Regions from separate parts of the Mus musculus genome. Here all the other regions are linked to region 4. A link is a contact called in public Hi-C and promoter capture Hi-C data. All regions are on one chromosome and are shown on one strand. Each heading gives the region's core, a stretch centred on a gene start, on an enhancer-like site or on the middle of the called end of the contact. The rest is flanking DNA. Distances are from core to core; before and after follow the strand shown. Region 1 overlaps Gm44812. Region 2 has its middle 6.6 kb from the start of Gm35894. Region 3 overlaps Gm44812. Region 4 holds the start of B130024G19Rik (RIKEN cDNA B130024G19 gene).

Evidence for each region. Promoter capture Hi-C pulls out the DNA fragments that hold promoters and counts their contacts. A called contact is a pair of places that touch in the nucleus more often than the background predicts.
Region 1: a promoter capture Hi-C map of liver shows a contact between it and region 4, with 4 times the contacts expected there. The contact joins the enhancer-like site here to the promoter of B130024G19Rik in region 4. A contact is called at or near these places in 1 of 39 promoter capture datasets (liver), 1 of 484 Hi-C or Micro-C datasets (liver), 5 of 115 datasets of contacts at active chromatin or transcription factors (the SCID.adh cell line, extraembryonic endoderm stem cells, kidney and 2 more) and 2 of 9 other capture datasets (adipose tissue and liver).
Region 2: a contact with region 4 is called in a Hi-C map of uterus, with 4 times the contacts expected there. The contact joins the enhancer-like site here to the promoter of B130024G19Rik in region 4. A contact is called at or near these places in 2 of 39 promoter capture datasets (cranial neural crest and liver), 19 of 484 Hi-C or Micro-C datasets (the NIH/3T3 cell line, differentiating embryonic stem cells, embryonic fibroblasts and 7 more), 10 of 115 datasets of contacts at active chromatin or transcription factors (craniofacial prominence, embryonic limb bud, embryonic midbrain and 6 more) and 1 of 9 other capture datasets (embryonic stem cells).
Region 3: a contact with region 4 is called in a Hi-C map of liver, with 5 times the contacts expected there. The contact joins the enhancer-like site here to the promoter of B130024G19Rik in region 4. A contact is called at or near these places in 2 of 39 promoter capture datasets (both in liver), 15 of 484 Hi-C or Micro-C datasets (embryonic fibroblasts, embryonic stem cells, liver and 3 more), 8 of 115 datasets of contacts at active chromatin or transcription factors (the SCID.adh cell line, embryonic stem cells, hepatocytes and 4 more) and 1 of 9 other capture datasets (adipose tissue).

The regions. Positions count from the first base shown.
Region 1 is chr7:70,541,069-70,543,768 of GRCm38.p6, forward strand. The region is part of intron 4 of Gm44812; the gene reads left to right. Among named protein-coding and RNA genes, the nearest start is that of Gm35842, 4.7 kb to the right of the region's middle. Within about 2 kb of position 1,428, at least 3 of the 459 cell types and tissues checked have an H3K27ac peak or open chromatin away from gene starts, as enhancers often do. A contact at or near this core is called in kidney and liver, where this site is marked.
Region 2 is chr7:70,592,677-70,595,376 of GRCm38.p6, forward strand. No RefSeq gene overlaps it. Among named protein-coding and RNA genes, the nearest start is that of Gm35894, 6.6 kb to the left of the region's middle. Within about 2 kb of position 1,330, at least 1 of the 459 cell types and tissues checked has an H3K27ac peak or open chromatin away from gene starts, as enhancers often do. A contact at or near this core is called in uterus, where this site is marked.
Region 3 is chr7:70,523,063-70,525,762 of GRCm38.p6, forward strand. It overlaps Gm44812, which reads left to right. Exons shown (of 7, transcript XM_030243182.1): 3 at 469-549. Among named protein-coding and RNA genes, the nearest start is that of Gm44812, 15 kb to the left of the region's middle. Within about 2 kb of position 1,444, at least 5 of the 459 cell types and tissues checked have an H3K27ac peak or open chromatin away from gene starts, as enhancers often do. A contact at or near this core is called in hepatocytes and liver, where this site is marked.
Region 4 is chr7:70,364,072-70,366,771 of GRCm38.p6, forward strand. It overlaps B130024G19Rik (RIKEN cDNA B130024G19 gene), which reads left to right and starts at 1,312. Exons shown (of 11, transcript NR_045850.1): 1 at 1,312-1,420. It also overlaps a transcript of Nr2f2 not described here.

The DNA of each region.
Region 1 (2,700 bases), core at 178-2,677, 180 kb after region 4:
ATCTCACCCCATTCTTGTCTATCTTCTCAGCCTCCCTGGGGTTGGTGGGAAACTTCACCCTAGCCCACACTCCCTCCGTGATATGTTGTGTGCAAAAGCAATAACACAGGTCATCATGAGCTGAAACGTCTAGGTTGTGAGCCCCAATAAAACTTTCCTCTTTATGCCTTGATGATCTTGCATTTTTTGTTTGTTTTGTCATAGTAACAGAAAGCTGACTCAGGGTGATAGCTCTGGGTTCATGGCTTTGTAATCCGAAGTCTCTAGATTTTCTTTAAGAAGTTTGGCAAATAATATCTAACTTAAATTTAATAATTTTGTTTATTCACTCTCATGTCCTTATGAGAGTCTGTGGCAGTAGTAGTGCATTCTCCTCACAAATGGAAAAACCTCACCATCCAAAAAGCATGCACATGATTCTTTCAGTGCTTTGCACCTTGTACAGTTTTCCTCTTTCTGAGTTTTGAGGCATTTGCTAACAGATGCTGTAAAGGCTTCTTTGTTTTGTTTTGTTTTGTTTTGTTTTGTTTTGTGTTTTGTTTTTTAAATCTTAAAGAAATTCTTAGCTCTTTCCTGGCACTCATAAGGGACAGGAGTAGGCTGAAAGCCTTTACTCTGCCGACGTTGAAAGATGTCTTTGGAAAGGATAGCATCTCTTCCACAGAGGTCTCCTTAGGTGTAACACACATCCACAAAGCTTCCCTTCTGGGTAAACTACCCAATCTAAACACTTCTGGACTGGAGGGTTCTAGGGTGAAAGAATGTATTATAAGTAAAACAATGTGTTTTTAAGTTAGCACACATACCCCCTGAAATATATTGATTTAGTGGTCCCTTAATGGCTTTCAAAAAGCCATTAGGCTCGATCCAGTGAACACTATGAGCTTTACCAAATATGCACAGCGTACTCCCACATAGGCATTTGACCCGAGCGTACAATGGAATAAGCCAGTTTCTCTCTGAATTCTGCATTCTTTTGGCCAAGTTATTTTCTTGGGCCACTTTGGTCCGAAAGGACCCATTGCCCCAAGCTTCAAGCATTCATTTGCTCTGTTCCAAAGTTCAAGGCAGAAGTAAGCCATGCCTTTGCCCCTTGTTGAGTGGCCCAAGAGAAGAACATTCTACTGGTTAAGACCTACAAGAGTCATGGTATTCACAAAGCAAAGTGGAGAAGGCCCACAGCAATTCGTGGAGAATATAGACATGTCTATAGGATGGGATAATGGCCTGGGAAAATATCTACCCCCTACTCCTGCCATCAGCAATTCAATCTTGAGGCTCTTTAATTGGACAGATTCCATGTTCAGATTGGGAATGTGTCCAGTTGCTAGCTGTCACCGGGGAGAGAAGATGGGAAAGGGTTAATAATTACCTAAGCTTTTTTTTTTTTTTTTAAACAAGCAGTTTTATTGCAGAAATGGGAGCTGAACCAGAACATTCACAGTCAGAACGAAAGGGCAGGCAGACAGGTCCGGAGAGTTCACTGTTGTGTGGGGAGAATGGAAGTTGTCGTGGATTTTTAGAAAGGCCAAAGAAAATGGCTTATATTTATCTCTGAGAACATAGTGGAATTCAGATTCTTGAAGGAAAAGTCACCAAACATTTACAGGTCAGACTTTTATGGAGAAAACAGGAATACTTCCATTTTACAACAGGAAGGAAAGCTTTCAAAGCCATGCTTATAAGACATATATATCTCTAGGTAATTTTATAGGAGCTCAACATGCAACTTGACACATTGACTTTTATTGATAAAGAGTTGTGTCAATAGCCGGTCTACTTAGTGGTTATTGAACTACCTCGAATCCTGGTACCAAATAACAGACCCATCTGACGACCTTCCCAGTACCTACTAGAAACACCCAGCAGCAGAGAAATCATTCTAAGGTGATGGGTCATGAGAGAAAGCCCAAGAATTTGGTAGTGAGATAGGATTCAGTCTCAGCTCTTGAATGCATGCATGTTGGAGAGATCGCCCAGTGGTCAAAAGCTCTTGTTACTCTTGTAAAGAACTTGAGTCCAGTTCCCAGAATGCACACCAATGGCTCACATCTGTCTGCAACTCCAGTTCTAGGGGACTGAATCCCCTTCTGGCTTCTCAGGGCACTGGGCATACACACAGCATGGATACACACTTGCGGGTACTCACACATGGTCATGGGGGACAAGTAACTCATTCCATTCGACCGCAAACATAACTTACAACAAAATCATCTATTAAGCTTGTGCATGCACACAGCTACCTGTCTGCATCTAGTCTCCTGGGGTTCTGGCTCAAGGGATCAAAGATCTGTCCTTATTGTTTGCAAGTAGCCAAGGTAAATAACAACTGGAAAGCCACTGTAACTCAGTGTCCTCACTTGTAAAATGAGAGTAGCATTTCCTACCCAGCATGTAAAGGTGCTGTAAAGACAAATCAGTGGCCTTCCTCTACAGAGGATAAACAGGCTGAGAAAGAAATTAGGGAAACAACACCCTTCACAATAGTCACAAATAATATAAAATACCTTGGTGTTACTCTACCGAAGGAAGTGAAAGATCTGTATGATAAGAACTTCAAGTCTCTGAAGAAAGAAATCGAAGAAGATCTCAGAAGATGGAGAGAACTCACATGCTCATGGATTGGCAGGATTAATATAGTAAAAATGGCTATCGTGCCAAAAGCAATCTACAGGCTCAATGCAATCTCCATCAAAATTC
Region 2 (2,700 bases), core at 80-2,579, 230 kb after region 4:
TACACAGCTCTGTTGGTTTCTTCCTTTTTAGTGTTCCCATCAAAAGCTATGGCATCACACCCAGCCAGAAGTATATTTTAAAATAAAAAAGTATAAATACATTTTCCTCTGAAAAGTCATGTTTATTTTTAAGAGACATCAGCCTGGGCCCTTAAGAAAGCTCAGCAGATAAAGCAGGTTTCTATGCAGGCCTGACAACCTGAGTTTGATTCCAAGAACCCACTTAAAGGAAGGAGAGAAATGATTTCATAAGATTGTCCTTGGGCCTCTACCTGTCTGTCATGATCAGCATCTCCACCCCCCTGCAATCCCCCACAGAAACATACTTTTTTTTTAAGGCAACTTTATCTTCATTGGCATTGCATCAAGGGAGAGACAATTGCTTTGAGGAATATCTTTTGCGAGAACCCGGCTCAGTCTCCGCAGCTCAGGGTTTGTCTTTCATTCTCTCCATCCCTTTCCTGTGAATTCAAAGTTCTGCGCTATGACTTCAGCCAGTTGTACTGTGGGTAGTCTTGGGTGACTGCAGAGTTGCCTTGGTCACGTGTTAGGGTAATGGCCAACTGTCAGAACTAGACAGACTGTTTAGAAGAAAAAGAGGCGTAGATTCATATGATTTGAAGTGGAGGGGTTGAAAGAGCCATCTGGACAATGGTATGACACATAACTTGAAAGAGTCAAAGAGCCAGTAACATACACACAAGTTCCTGGAATCTGGTCAAAGTCCTGGGATTATATGGAGAGGCCTTGAAGCCAGCAGTTTAAGCGGGGGTTTACTAACATCTCATTTCCAGGAGACATCCATGGAAGAGGAGAGAACTTTGAAGTCAGATATTTGGTCCTTACCCAGAATGTGGCTCGGTTTCTGTTTATGACTTACATGACTCACTGAGGCACAGTCAATCAAACCAAAAGTTTGCCAATACGGTTAATCTCCCAAGCCAGCTTGCTCTGGGCTTTCCTTGGGCTTCATTTTCCAAGGAGAGGATTTCACCCCACCAACTTGGGTTTGGGGGAATCCGAACTCTGCTCCTCCTTCTTACACACCTCTGAGCCATCTCTCCATCCCTGCTTAATTATTTTAAAGGGAAATGAGAGAGTAATGCTTTTAAGATTGTTATAAAAGATTTTTGTCTCTGTCAGAGGGCAGTTCATTGTGTGGGCAATTCATGTGTGAATTTTGCTTAAGAAAAATAATAAGTGATTACTTCAGAGAGACCTCCCGTCTTTATTTCATCTGTTGTACTTTTATGCTGTTGGCGAGAGTGAAGCACTGTGAACTAATACAAGTACTTGTTCTTGAAGTGTGGGTCTTGTAGCCTGTGACTGGACTGGAGAGGAGCCCAGCTGGAGAACACCTGCCTAGCATTTGGGAGGCCCTCATTCACTCCCCAGCGCTGCTTTAGGAAAGGAAGATGTCTGGTCGTTTACTCTTTCCCTAGTTCCTCTGGGCTTAGGAGGAATCCAGACTCTTTATTTCCACTCTGGGAAAATTTAAGGAACTTCAAAGAGAGGCCTTCTGGTAACTCGGGGGATAAAACTTGCCTCTGCTTTGGATTCCATTCATTCATTATTATGTTTACTGAGCCGCATTTATCATGAACACAAAGCAGGGTTTATATACAATTTGCTTTCTGTTTATTGTTGCCTCACTTAATCCTCCTGAAATTTGTGTAAAATATTATTACTAGCTTTTATCCTAATAGATGAAGAGAGATTTAAAAAATATGCCCAGGGATATAGAGCTGGTGGGGAGGCTGGCAAAGCCAGAAGTTGAACCTCCAGGTTGCTTCTCTGGGGGTCCAGCAGGATGAGATGTTTCTGCCCTAGATTATTCCAGAACCAGATGAGTCTGGGGAAGATGCTCCAGATGGGGCCATCTAGGCTCTTCTGGTCACTTTATGAATAGAGCCTCCTGGCTTCTAATCATTGTTCTGCCCCTCTGGAATTTTAGTTAGAGCTGAGAGCTACTTTTCCTAGTTGACTCACCATCTAAGGCTGAAAAAGACTCAGATCTCTACATAATACGTGTGTGTGTGCATGTGTGTGTGTGTATGTCATAGAATGAAGTGTCCTGTATGTATGTGGCCTTGGCTTCTGCCTTCAGGAAAGTGTGTATCTGAAGAGTGCCCATGTTTTCTGACTCACAGTTCAAAGGCTAAAGATGAATATTTTTTACTGTTATAGATTACCTGAATTGGATGAGTGTCTAATAACTACTAATTGAGTTCAATCCTTTTGATAAAATTAAAAAAAAAAAAAAACTGTGGGTCACAAGATTTTCTTGGGTTGCAAAGCAATTTTCAGTTGGAAGCTTAATCAATAATGATTTGCAGATTCATTATTGGCCCTTCCCGGTCCATATTCCTGCTGCTCCATTATTTTAAACCTTTCCTTGGCACAGAAATACTTTTCTCTTAATCCAAATGGAGCAAAGGTGGCTTCCCTGTATTACCAAGTTCCATTTTACTTGACTGGTTTCTGGGTAAGACCTGGAATTCATCATTCATTTATCTTACATTGCCCTTATCACCATAATAATCTTGAGTTGGACCAGTAATCTAATCTACTGATTATTCTAATTCAAGGACAGTTTGCAGTAGCAAGGCCACTAAGGATGGATCCACAACAATGAGAACTGAAATCTTGGACAAAAAAGGGAAAAGCGTGATGCAGATCATGAAAATCAGTTATTGATAT
Region 3 (2,700 bases), core at 194-2,693, 160 kb after region 4:
GACTCGGCTGCCTGATTTCTCTCCCTTAGAAATGTGCCTTCCTAATTCTGCTTTGTTTGTTCCGATATTAAGAATTAGTTGGTTTCCCAGGAGTAGCTGGGAAGCTAAACTGAGAAGGGAGTTGGTTGAGGAGCATGCCAATTGGAATGTGGAACATGAAACATTTTCTGGCATTAGCGTAGCAAAGCTATCCCCAGAGTTATTTTCATCTTAAAGAAAAGCATAATTGTGAACATGTCATCAGCCTCCCACACTGTGGGAAAGGTTTTTAACTGGTTTGAATGGGAGCTGTCCCTCAGACACTTGTGTTGTTGGACTTGGTCTCTAGCTCCTGGTGTGGCTTTGGGAGGTCATGGAAGATTTTTAGGAGGTGGAGCCTCACTGGAGGAAGTGGGCCACTGTGGACAGGACATGCCTTGAAGGTTTTGAGCCCGGCATCACGTTCTGTCTGCTGCTTTCTGCTTCCAGAGTGTGCATGCAATGTGACCAGCTACCTCATAGTCCTGTGGACTGGAATAAACCTTCCTCCTTGAAGCTGCTCCTTGTCAGGTATTAAGTCTCAGCAATGAGAAAAGTAAAGTGTATGATTTCATTTATTTGGTTGAATACTTGTGAGTCCTGCTTTGAGTATCTGTGACTTTGTTATCACCCTTCTTGGAGACTATAGCAAACACTTGGCCAGAGTTCTCACACCCAAGCACACGTGCCTGGCAAATATAGGGGCTGGGAATACAGTGAACGCTATTGTTTAGGATGATCTTATTGTGTTGTGTTAAGGCAATAGCACAGGCTAGCTCTGAGGCATGTAAACTAAAGATGATAGGAACTTGAGGTTGTTAGGCTTTGAACATATTGTCAGTGGGTTTGACAGCCCTTCTCCTTTTCGTTCTTTCCAACACTTTATTTTATTTTATTTTATTTTTTTGAGGTAGAGGTTTATATAGCTCAGGTTGGCTCACATTTAACTCACTGTGTAGCTGAGGGTGACCCGGATCCTCCTGCCTTCACCTCATACATGGTGGGATAACAGACAGTGCTGGTTTATAGTCCTGGGGATCAGACCCAGGGCTTCCCAGATGCTGGGCCAGTGCTCCCAAATGCCAGGGCTTCCCAGATGCTGGGCCAGTGATCCCAAATGCCAGGGCTTCCCAGATGCTGGGCCAGTGATCTATCAACTGACCTTAGCCCTCTTCCTTAGCTCCTCCTTCTTTTGAAAGGGTTTTTGAAATTTGATTAATTTCACATTTTAATGTTTCCTAAGTATGGGAAAACTCCAAAGTGGGCAAACATTTCTTAAGCTTATGTCTCTCCTACAAGTACAAATCTGAGATAAATGTAGAGATTCAGTTAAAACAGATTGACAAAAATCAACACTCAGTTGAGCAATGTTGAAGTGATGCATGAAAGGTCGATTCGATTTGGTCACCGTTCATAACTTTGGGTTATGTCAACAGGTGACTCACCATACTTTGTAAAATCTTGCCTAGCTTCTCTTGGGATGGACTAGATGACTCCGACCCTTTACTTATACCACTGGGAATCATTGTTGCTACCTGCTGGCACATCCTCTAATCATAAGATAAGGATAAGGACTCAGAATTCATTTTCTATCCTAGAGACAGCTTTGTTGTCTTAACAAGTATATAATTTATGGAAATACTTCACTCAATGTGTGTATCTGTGCTTGTGTGTGCGTGTGTTCTCCCCAGTGTCTTCCTCAATGACTCTCCATTTTATGTTTTGAGGCAGAGTCTCTCACTGAACCTGAAGCTTACCCATTAGCTAGACTGACCGACCAGCGAGCCCCTGAGATTCTCTCCCACGCCAAGAGTTCAAGCATTAACGATTGACTGTGTCTGGCTTTTCACCTGGATTCAGGGCATTGAACTCAGGTTCTCCTGTTTGTACAGCAAACACATTTCAGACTGAACTATCACCCCAGAGCCTGAGGGCTACTTTTAATCAAACAAAATTAAAGATGGTGAAAACAGAGTTGGTAGGCCCTGGTGAGGCCACGGGAAGGAACGTGCACACAGAGGTCCTGAAGATCAAGCTTTGTGAGCTCCATATCCGTCACGCTCAGTCACCTCTCTGCTGTCCTATTGTTAGCAGTAGAGGAATCTGAACCGGCCAAAACAGGGAGCATTTCTCTTTTTAAGAATATAACTTTAAGTGTACACCAGAACATCTAGAAATAATTCTGAAACACAGAAATTTGAATATTTTTGTTGGTAGCACAGAGATGGTTGAGAAATACCTCTATATTCAATATTTCTCTACAACACTTCTTAGTTGGGGCCATCTTGCAACAAAAATGTAGGGCTCCTGTCTTGTTTTGCTCCACTGAAGACCCAGGTAATAGAATGTGGAATAAAGACAGATTAAGCTCAGCTTATTCTTCATGCACAGTCACCAAAACTATGCAACCCTGGGATCAGGATCTTGCCTACCTTTGGTCTAATGATCTATGGTCAGCTAGGGCCAAGGTAAACATCAGATTATTATTTCTTTAGGGATCAGAGGGACAAACAGAAGACAGAGGTCATGATCTGCTCCAGGGACAATGTCTCAGAGTTCAGAGGTGTGTCGTAAGTTAGAACTGTGAGGCAAACAACAGGGAGAGAGGACCAAACAGGTCAGACAGGCAGGCAACAGAAACAAGGCTGAAGAGAATTCAGGGATGGCAGTAGGCAGGGTGGG
Region 4 (2,700 bases), core at 62-2,561:
ACACACACGAAGAGGTGATTTTTGAGGAGAAGCTTCGTGTGTGTGTTCCTCATTTTTCAAGCTAAAGAAATTATAGACTTCAAATATATATATATATGTATATATATATATATATATATATATATATGTATATATGAATTGTAGAATTACAGCCAGCTAGGCACATAACTACCACAGAGTTAGAGGTGCTTCACTTTGTATTTTAGGACTCATTTAGCTATAGAAATGCTGTTTAGAAAGGGAAGGGAAAAAAATCACCACATGAATTGTAATTAATTTTACTGAGAGAATGAAGAGACAGGACAGCCGAATTGGGGATGGGGAGGAGCAAAAATATTTTTAAATGCCCTTCTTAAAGATGCTCAGCTGTCTTAACTCTAAGATTTAAAAGTCCTAAAATTAAAAGATACAACTCTATATGTTATTATTTTTAAAAACTCAGCCAAGCCCTTTACTGCAAATGTAAATCTATTTTAATGAGAATGGTGGCAAGCTTTATTTGACTGGTCAAAGTTAGGGGAAAACATTTGTCTTAATATGAAAAAAATATATATCCTCAGCTCCCAGGAATATGGTTTCCTTGCAGAAAGTGGTTGGCTAGTCTGTAATTCTTTACAGATTAAATCACAATATGAATACAGACCCCAGCAATTCCGAGTTTAACTCTGAGCTCAGTAGAATCCAGGATCCATTGAATTTCTCCTTTCCCTCAATCTAGTCGTGTGTGTTTTTCTCTTCCACCACACTGGAGCTCCGTGAATAGAGAAGGGGCTTCCATTGTGTCCCTCTGAACTTCCAAGTCAATGCAATTTTTAACCACTGGCTTGTGGTACTTTGAAAATCACCAGGGGCTGTCAGAGTTGGGTCCTCTGAAAAATTTACAGTGCTAAATCAGAGCATATGCTGGGAGGGAAAAAATTGCTTAAGATTGAAGTAAGTGCAGTATCTGTCTGCCCCCTAGTGTAAGAGTCCTTGCTGCCTAAAATCCAACTTTAAAAGAAAAGGAGCCCTTAAAGGGAAACGACTTGGGGCTCACGTAGGCATAGGAGAATGAAACTTCTGTACATTTTAATCTGAATAATTCTTCAGGATTGAAAATTATTTGGTTGTGGCTTGGTTGGACTGTGCTGGGATCTCGCTGCCTCTACGTTTCCGGAGTCTCTAGTGAAGAGATGATTTTTTTTTTTTTTGAAACTGGGTTTATGTGCGTCCCCCTCACCCCTCCTCTCTTTTTTCTTTCTGCCTCTGTCGTCTCTCTCGCTGGCTTTTTTTTTTTTTTTTTAATGAGGAACCGTTCCATGAACATTTTGCACAGAGCACAGAATTGCTTCTAAAGTCAGCCCGGCGCAGTTGCAATAGACAGCAAAAAGGTAAACGTTTGCCTGAAATCCGCACGCCAGCTTCACCACCCCGCCCGATGGTGAGTACCCTTCTCCTTGAGATTCTCCTAGCTTAACAGAGCGCTCTCCTTCCGGAACCGCGGCCGAGGGCGCCAGGCAAGGCTTTGGTCCCTGCCTGCCTGCCTGCTTGCCTGCCTGCATGTCAGCTGCACAAGGTTGCAAAATGAAGCGCAGAGGCAAATCGAACAGGAAATTCTGATACCCAAAGCCAGCCTAGCAGCCCCTTCGCTAGCAAACCTAGACAATCTGCTGCTTGGAAAACCAGGCATATAGGATTGGTTTTCAGTCAGTTCTATGGAAGGAAATGAGTTTGAGAAGACAGGACGAGGAGATGGGAGGCAACCGCAGTCTTTATGCTTCGGTTTAATCATATTTTGGCAGCTTTGCAATTGTATCCCCCCCTTCCACCTCTGCTACCACATACATGTAATAAAATATGGCAACGCACTGAATTGACTGCCCCCACCCTCCCCCAGACCCCTTCAACCACAGTCCGAGGCATTGCATACACGTTAGCAAAGCGATTTTCTGAAAAGCCCCAAGTCATCCCCAACCCCACACAGCACAAGGAGAAAAGTGAGAAAGAAGAGAAAGAGAAAAAAATACAGTAAGCAAACATACCAAAACCATATTTGCCTTGTTCAAGGTCCCAAACCGCTTGCATCTTCCTTCTAAACTGGAATAACTCTCCTTTAGTTTGGCGGGTGAAATAAATGCTTTGTTGGCCCCCTGAAAAGATGTGTCTTTGATAATTAAAGAGACTCTCCTCCTCGGTGTTTATCTAAGCGATTGTGCAAACTGATAAAAAAGTAGGCATTAGTCTGCAGGGAAAAAGAAAGGTGAAAGAAGAGATCTTCCACCTCAAGGAACTGCTTCCCTGTGTACCAGGCGCTCTCAGCCGTTGGAAAAGCCTGCACACTAACTTTAGAGAGAGAGAGACAGCTTCAGGGAGCTTTGTACATAGCTGCTGAGGAATGCAAGCCTCGCCTTTAAGAAAAAAAAACCCCAAACCGTAGGTAGGAGCTGTCTGGAGTGATCCTTGTCTCTCATCTGATGCCTTAGAAGGAAGAGTGCGTTGTTACACCTTGTTTGGGGCTGGAAAGAGGAGACTTTAAAAACACCCTTCCAATTGAAAAAAAAAAAAAAATCTCCCAACTTAATGAGTTTAGTCGGAGGCTGGAGCAACCCGGCTCAGTCTTAGCAGAAAACCGAAAACAACTATAGGCAATATTGCAAAGCAGGACAACCCCGAGGCACAGCCAAATTCCACCATTTGGGGTTGAGAGGGATGGAAGCTAAT